2 separate regions of the Rattus norvegicus genome follow, and region 1 is linked to region 2. A link is a contact called in public Hi-C data. All regions are on one chromosome and are shown on one strand. The core of a region is the stretch at or near the end of the contact, and the rest is flanking DNA. Distances in the headings are between cores, read along the strand shown.

Evidence for each region. Hi-C and Micro-C count contacts between places; a contact is called where the count stands out from the background.
Region 1: a Hi-C map of liver shows a contact between it and region 2, with 4 times the contacts expected there. The contact joins the promoter of Pdcd4 here to the enhancer-like site in region 2. A contact is called at or near these places in 5 of 12 Hi-C or Micro-C datasets (the A7r5 cell line, Schwann cells, liver and 2 more).

The regions. Positions count from the first base shown.
Region 1 is chr1:262,925,316-262,928,924 of GRCr8, reverse strand. It overlaps Pdcd4 (programmed cell death 4), which reads right to left and starts at 2,230. Exons shown (of 12, transcript NM_022265.3): 1 at 2,141-2,230.
Region 2 is chr1:262,862,399-262,866,097 of GRCr8, reverse strand. It overlaps Rbm20 (RNA binding motif protein 20), which reads right to left. Exons shown (of 14, transcript NM_001107611.2): 8 at 1,262-1,341. Among named protein-coding and RNA genes, the nearest start is that of Pdcd4, 62 kb to the left of the region's middle. Within about 2 kb of position 1,872, at least 19 of the 93 cell types and tissues checked have an H3K27ac peak or open chromatin away from gene starts, as enhancers often do. A contact at or near this core is called in liver, where this site is marked.

The sequences.
Region 1 (3,609 bases), core at 981-3,480, 62 kb before region 2:
TCCCTCAGCGTATGCCTGGATCACTCGCTAGAGGAAATCTGCCAGCTCTGATGTGATCTGAATGTAACCAAAGTTACATCTTCAAGTGTTATTTTCATTCTGGATGCGAGTAGAACCTTTGAGAAAATATTTTCTGCAGCATCCAGCTAATAAAGGGGGAAATATTATAAATAATGCTTCTCAGGCCCTTTGTAGTTCAAAATGCATTGGATACGCGTTATTTCATGTTCTTCATGTAGAGGTTCAGAAGGAGAAGGTGGCCTGGGCAAGAAGAAACAGCAGCACAGCCGGTGAACCACAACAAGAATCCAGATCTGGTAAACACACTACAGGAGCTTACAGCGCCGTATAGGGAAGTCCTTCTTAGGGTTAAAGAAGTTTATGACAGCACAGGTTTGTTGCACCAACTGTTAATTCTGCTTTCCAAACACTAAAAATAAACTATGATACTGAAAACAGCTATCAGCAAATAACCAACACACATAATACACTGCTTTATTAATTATAACAGCCAAACCATGGAGATAACAGCCGGATCAAACAGTCAAGGCCCAGTCACACCGATAGCATCACAGCTGTTATAAAGGACAGTATGCTGCACTCTCTTCAGTAGGCTTTTTCCTTTTTCTTTTAATTTAACAATCCTTAAAATGCTTACTTCAAACAATGTAGGCCAAAAAAAAAAAAAAATCTAAATTCCACTTGCTCCACACTAATCTATACAAAATCATTTCCCACGAGGGAGGAAAAAAAAAAGCCATGCATACAGCTAAAAAAAATGAAGGCTGAAATTAACTGTTCTCCAGTGCGTTTCCAAAATGCCCGATAAATTACTCTGACATCCTGGAAGTTAAGTTTAGACCATATGTTAACTAGAAAAGTACCTTAATTCTTCCCTGGGATGCAATCATATTAATTAGTAACATGCAATCAGATAAAAGCGCTCTGTGACAATAATGCAAAAAGCAACCACTATAGAGAAGAAGCATGCACATTTATTTTTGCAGTCGTAACAAGTATTTGCCCTTACTATTACTACGAGATACACAGAGACATCGCAGGCCCATTACGGATATAAATACTAGGACGAGCACATAAGCTAAAGCCTCAGTTTTGTTTTGTTTTTTAATAAATAAATAGGGCCTTCCCTCAAAGTCTCAAACTCTTAAATCAAGAATAATGCAACTGTGAGACTATCAAACTGTTTTAAACGCAGCCTGTAGGCCTCACACCCACACCTCACCCAGGCCAGGAGCCGCATTTTGAATCATTCATAGCAGATAAGGAGACTACAGAGGCTGGCTACAGACCCAGTTCCCAAGGACGGGGACCTGGGAAGACAGGCAATACCTACATCTGCAGTTTTGAGACTGTTGAGGGTAAGGGTGGGGGGCGCCAAAAAACAAAAAAACAAAACAAAACAAAACAAAAAAACAAAAAAGCACGCCCTCTACGTACATTACAGTAGCGGACAGACGTGCAGCAAACACAGCATGCGTTCACACAGAGAGGGGGCTCCCTTCTCGGCTTTGTTTTCTCTAGGCTATATTCTATTTTTTTAAGGGACCCTGTGCAGGAGACAGCAAGGAGGAGTTGGCACAGGTCAGGGCGGGCAGCTGTCCGCGCCCCGTGCCCGCACCGACCGGCGCCTTTCCCGCAGGACCCCGACCCTCCCGCAGCGAGTAGGGCCAGCCAAGGTGGCCAGGCCCGGGCTCGGGGCGCGGACCCCTCACCGGATCTCCGTCCGGTCGACACACCTCTCCTACCGTCCCGTCCCCCGCGTTCAACTGCGTCCGGCCGGGCGCCCGGGGGCTCCTCTGGGCCGCGAGCGCACGCACGCCCGGCCGCCGGGGAAGAGGCTGCGGAGGAGGGGGCGGGCCCGCGCTGCAGCGCCCCGGCCGGGCCGGCCTGGCCTCGGAGAGCGAGCACCCGCAACTCCCCGCAGCCCCGGGCGTTGGGCGAACGAGGGTGACCCGAGGGCTCCGAGGCGGGTGGGGACCGGGACCGACCGTCCGGACCGCCGCAGCGAGGCCTCCACGCCCCCTCCCCCTCCCAACGTGCGACAGCCTGCGCCGACCCGGGGCCACCGGAAGGAGGACGCCGCCCGCCCGAGCGTGCGAGCCGCGCCCACCGTACTGACCCCCTCGGGCCGCCACCGCTCGCCCGGGTCTCTGGTCCGCCGGGCCCCGACCCCGCTCCTCAGCCTCCGCCACCGCCTCGGAGCGCCTCTGGCCCCGCTCGCTCTGTTTGTTTTTGTTTTGTTCTACCCAGTAACACGGGGGCGACGGCGTGGCGTTTATTGGCCGAGAGGAGGACGTCCTGTAGCCAATCGTGGTGGCGGAGCTGCTGCCGAGGCTGCGAGGCAGAGCTAGGGGAAGTGAGACGTGGAAAGTAGGGGCGGAGCTGGGGGGGGGGGGCTCCGACGTCGGCACATGCGCGCTGGGCTTGGCCCCTCGCCAGGGTGGGGGCAGGTGGGAGGGCTGGGTTGTGAAAGCGGGTGGAGGGCTGAGCTGGGGTGGGGGCTGGGTGCGGCTGGTGGCTCGGACCGGCCCATCCTCTCCACGGGGCGTCTCAACCCTTGCAAAGGCTTTGGGTTTCCTGAGGTCCCTGCCATTTCTGGGCGTCTGGAAGAATCTGCAACCTCTACTTACTTCTGCCGCTGGCCCTTGCTCACGCGTGGCTCCTACCGCGTGTCCACGTGCTCAGGAAGTTTCTTGCAGCAAAGGCCTAACCCCTTTGAGATAAAAATCGCTCCCATTTCCCAGATAAAGAGATACAAACATTGAAGTCCCTTTGCCAACCAGCCAGGCCACTGTGGTTCTTGCATTCTTACCAAAGCTGGGTTTCTCAGCCATTTGGCTATGGTTTGTGTATTGAAAGAGTCCTCTACAGCTGTCTTCCGTGACTTTTCCTTCAGGCTGCCATCTCTAGCCTTCATTTTGTCTGAGTCGTTATCTCCTGAGATAATGTGCAGTACCGTATGTTCTCCCTGTGCACTTGGAAAGTGACTGACCTGCTTTCTCCAGGCCTGTTTACATTTAGACTGATGGCAATACCAGAACGTTCTCTTGGTTGTTTCAGAATTGAACTGCTCAATAGCAGCCGCCACCCCCTAACGTGGGCCTTTCTACCCAGTCTCCTTCTGCCTGGTGTTATCTAACGCTATTACACACACACACACACACACACACACACACACACACACACACACACACACACACAGCCTTCCTCACTGCATAGATGCCCCTCCTCTGGAATCCACTAGGACAGCTCACGGCTCCACATCCTCCCTTGTCTCGCCAGGTTTTTTATCGCATCATCTCGAAATGTTTCTCCTAGCTGGTATCTCTGCCTGGTACATCCTATCCAAGTCTCTCAGCCTTCCTCAGTCTTTGTCAAGTCTCATGCCAATATAATCCATTTTCTGAAACCTGATTCCTCAGAGTACCAGCCAGTCTGCGGGGCTGATGGCGTTCTACCTGGCATTGTTTTATCTGAGTCCCAGTCCTGGCTTATCTCACAAGACCTGTGTCTCACTCGCCCTTTGCATCGCGTGCTTGAGAGGCACCTTGCAGATATGTTATGCCCATATAATAAATATGCTCTGTG
Region 2 (3,699 bases), core at 623-3,122:
AAATAAAAGCAGACGAACAAAACCCTCTCAGCCCTCCGAAGGCTGATGATTGATGAGCTCATGCACCCGATATCCTAGAAGGATAGAACATTTCCATTTGGTTCTCACGTGCTAAACAACACTGTATCCCTCACTGACGGGCAGAGAGGGGCGTCCTGTCTAGGACTGGGCTGCTAGTCTCTTAGCCAACCTGGGAAACGGGCTGGGCTGCTCTCCTCTACAACAAGGTTAGAGCACCCTCTGTGGCTGTTCTGGAGACTGCAGGTCTGGTAATGCATGCAGTCAATGTCTGGAAACAATGGTTGAAGGAACTGAGTGGTCTCCCGGCCCCCATCTACATTCTTTTTTTTTTTTTTTGGTTCTTTTTTTCGGAGCTGGGGACCGAACCCAGGGCCTTGCGCTTCCTAGGTAAGCGCTCCACCACTGAGCTAAATCCCCAGCCCCCCCCCCCCCCATCTACATTCTTAGTTCTGTGTCTGCACTCAGTTCATGAGAAACCGAGAGCTGGCCACCTCTAAACAGAGTCTCCGCCGTTACCACGTGCACCAGGGATGCATCAGTAAAATATAAACTTGCCCCAAAGAGCCAGATATCAACTCTCCATTCTGTGTTTTCCTCTCCAGCTCAGGGGGAATGTGTAAGAGGAAGCCCAGCATTTCCTGTGTCCCTGTCTAAGCTGAGCAGCAATTCTGAACTACAGTGGTAATGCCCATCTGAACAGGGATGAGTGGAGGCTAGAAAGCCAGGTGGATGGGTCGGGGCTACAGGTAGGCCATGTTACAATTCAAATCCCCCTTGATGAGTAATGTCACATCACCCTGACGCAGGCTAGAGTCATCTGAGAGAAGGGAGCCCTGATGGAGAAAATACTTCCCTCATAAGATCAGCCTGCAAGCAAGCCCACAGAGCATTTTTTTAAAAGGTTCGATTGATAGGGGAGGGCCCAGGCAATTGTGGGCAGTGCCACCCCTGGGCTGGTGGTCCTCGGTTCTACAAAAGAGCAGGCTGAGTAAGCCATGGGGAGCAAGCACCCCTCCACGGCCTCTGCATCGGTTCCTGCCTCCAAATTCCTGCCCTGTTAAGCCACTTTGGCTGATAAACTGTTACAGACAGTGTGAGTGAAAGAAACCCTTTCCTCCCCAAATGGCTTTTGGTGATGGTGTTTCATCATAGCAATTGAGACTCTAAGACATCCCCTAAGAACCAGAAGCTAGAAGGTGTTTTAACCTCCAGGCCTGTGACCTAAGCCCCAGAGCCTCACCTGTCAGCTTCCCGGAGCATGCACCTCTCCCTTTGGGAGTGGATGTCCTGGATGATAGCAGCCACATTTTTCCCAGGTTTCTAGGGTAAAGTCAGAGAGATCATTAGAGAACACCTCGAGCACCAGCTGTGGCCAGCCTTGCTCCGTGCCCGGGACACAGGGAAAGGACAGAAACTGTTCCAGCCATGGAGGGATCACCTGTCATATTGAGACACAGAGGAAGGGACAGAGAGAAGGCAGTGACTCTCGAAAGTAGACCCAGGGATTCAGCCAGGGTACCTCCCACCTTGGGCAAACAGTATTTATATTCAGCAGAATGTGTAAACCGTCACATTTATGTGCAGTGTCACATGCAAGCAACCGGGTTACCCAGACTACACATCGTCAATTCTCTGCGAGCCTCAGGAAGAGGCTAATGCTGGGCTAGGGCTGAGAAGAAAGCTCCTGTCTGGAACATTTCCCTCACCCTACACAGGGCTGCAGGTAGTCTTTCCGCCTTCCCTCAGAACTTGGCTACCGTTTTCTGCAGCCAACCCATGAGAGACAAGGGAGCCTGGGAACACTGACAGGGCTGCCAGAATCAATCAAAGCTATGTAACAAAACACGAGTCATGCAGGAGGCCGATCCCAGGCCTCAAGTCTGTGGCTTGTGCTGGAACAGAGGAAGCTACAGAATATATCCCCATACAGGGCCACCTTTCAGAACACAGTAAAATCCCCAGAGTGAGTTGGCTAAGAGTTTTACTTAGTAAAAGGAGTCTTAGGGGTTGGTGTATTCTACTTTTCTGGAACTTAATGCCTTTCCTAGTTGCTCCTTTCAGGTCCAGGAAAGAAGAGGGTAACCTTGTGAGATAGCAGGTAAGAGGTGACTGGGCAGCCAGCCAATGTCAGGGACAGACACATCCAGCAGCTTCTCTCCCCTAGAGCACAAATGTCCCAATGCTGTCATCATGCCAGAAAAGTGGAGGTAAAAAAAAGAATAAAATCAATCTATGATGAAATTTGGGGTTCCTTGTTATTGTGGGAAAATTTGGGTATGCAACAATGTAGAATGAATGCATAGAGAATCCCAATCTTGTGACGTCTGCATTCTGACCTTCTTTTCACACCTTCAGAACTTATGTTGAAGCAAATCTCAAACGCCGCCATCTCTTCCTCTGTTTTATGAGGACGGTGAGGCCGACCAACAGCCATCTAGTACACCAGGCTGTTTTCTCTGTCAGTGCACCTTGCTGCTTCTAAAACAGGGTAAAGGGTCTGAACTCAAATCTGCTATGAGTCTGCACTCCATCTGAACCAGGCTCTGTTCATGCCGGCCCAGTTGTTTCTGACATGGCTGGGTTTCCCAGCCTGTGGGCCTTTCTTCACTCAGTTTCTTCCTGGAAACACACTCTCTGTGCGGCTAATTCTCCCACCCCACAAGGCCCTGTCAATCAAACCACAGCCTTCTCCCTGGCCACAGAGACTGGTTAGGGGACGGGCACATGTGCTGAAGTAGCCCAACGAGAACGACTGTCAGATGTTTTTTGGGAGCTATAGGAGAAAGCCTGGCTCTCTCTCATGTGGGAGACGGGCCATGGAATCTGAAGGTAAGAGGGCTACCATGCCATCTAGAGGAGAGAGCCTGAGTCTGCTGAAGGCCGTCCCATGAAGCACCCTGAAAACAGAAAAGCCATGAACAGCAGAAAGCAGAGCAGAGCACATCATCTTGATGATGTCACTTGGGTCCCCGAAGCCAGCTGCTCCTTCACGTTGCATTGGCCGGAGCCAAGGAACCCCTTCTCTCACCTACATCAACAGGCTGAATCACCACGAGCCTCTGTTACATGCGGAGAGCATCTGAGGTGATTCCTGTCAGGGTAGGGGATGTAAAGCCTATTACTGCACACTTGGAATATGCTGACGGTCACGATGACCCAGAGGGACGTTAGGACAACATGAGGAGCAGAAAACCCACACCAAAGGTCAGAAAACAGTGCGCCCTACGTCTCTGCTACTAAAAGTGTGCTCTTAAGACCAGGAGGGACAGCATCTGCTGGAGGCTTGATAGAAATGCAGAACCCTAGCCTTGCCCAGACCTGCAGGGTCCCTGGTGACTTGCATGCACCCTGAACTTTGAGAGGCTCTGTCAGCACATTGTCTCTACAGTGTCCTGCCTGAGGGACTCTGAACAAAAAGCTAACTAGGTTCTCTGCCTTTTTGGTTTTGTTTTCATGTGGAAAACCTAATATTGTAATGTAAAAAAAGATACCAATCATATTTGGTGCAAACGAGTGTAGTCTCAGGGTTTGTTTGTTTGTTTGTTTGCTGTTTGTTATCATTGTGTGTTAGTTTGTTTCATTGTTGGTGTTATTGAGACAGGGTCTCACAAGGTAGCCCTGGCTGGCTTGGAACTCCCAAAAACAAGGCCAGCCTGGTCTTGAACGTATAGAAATGCA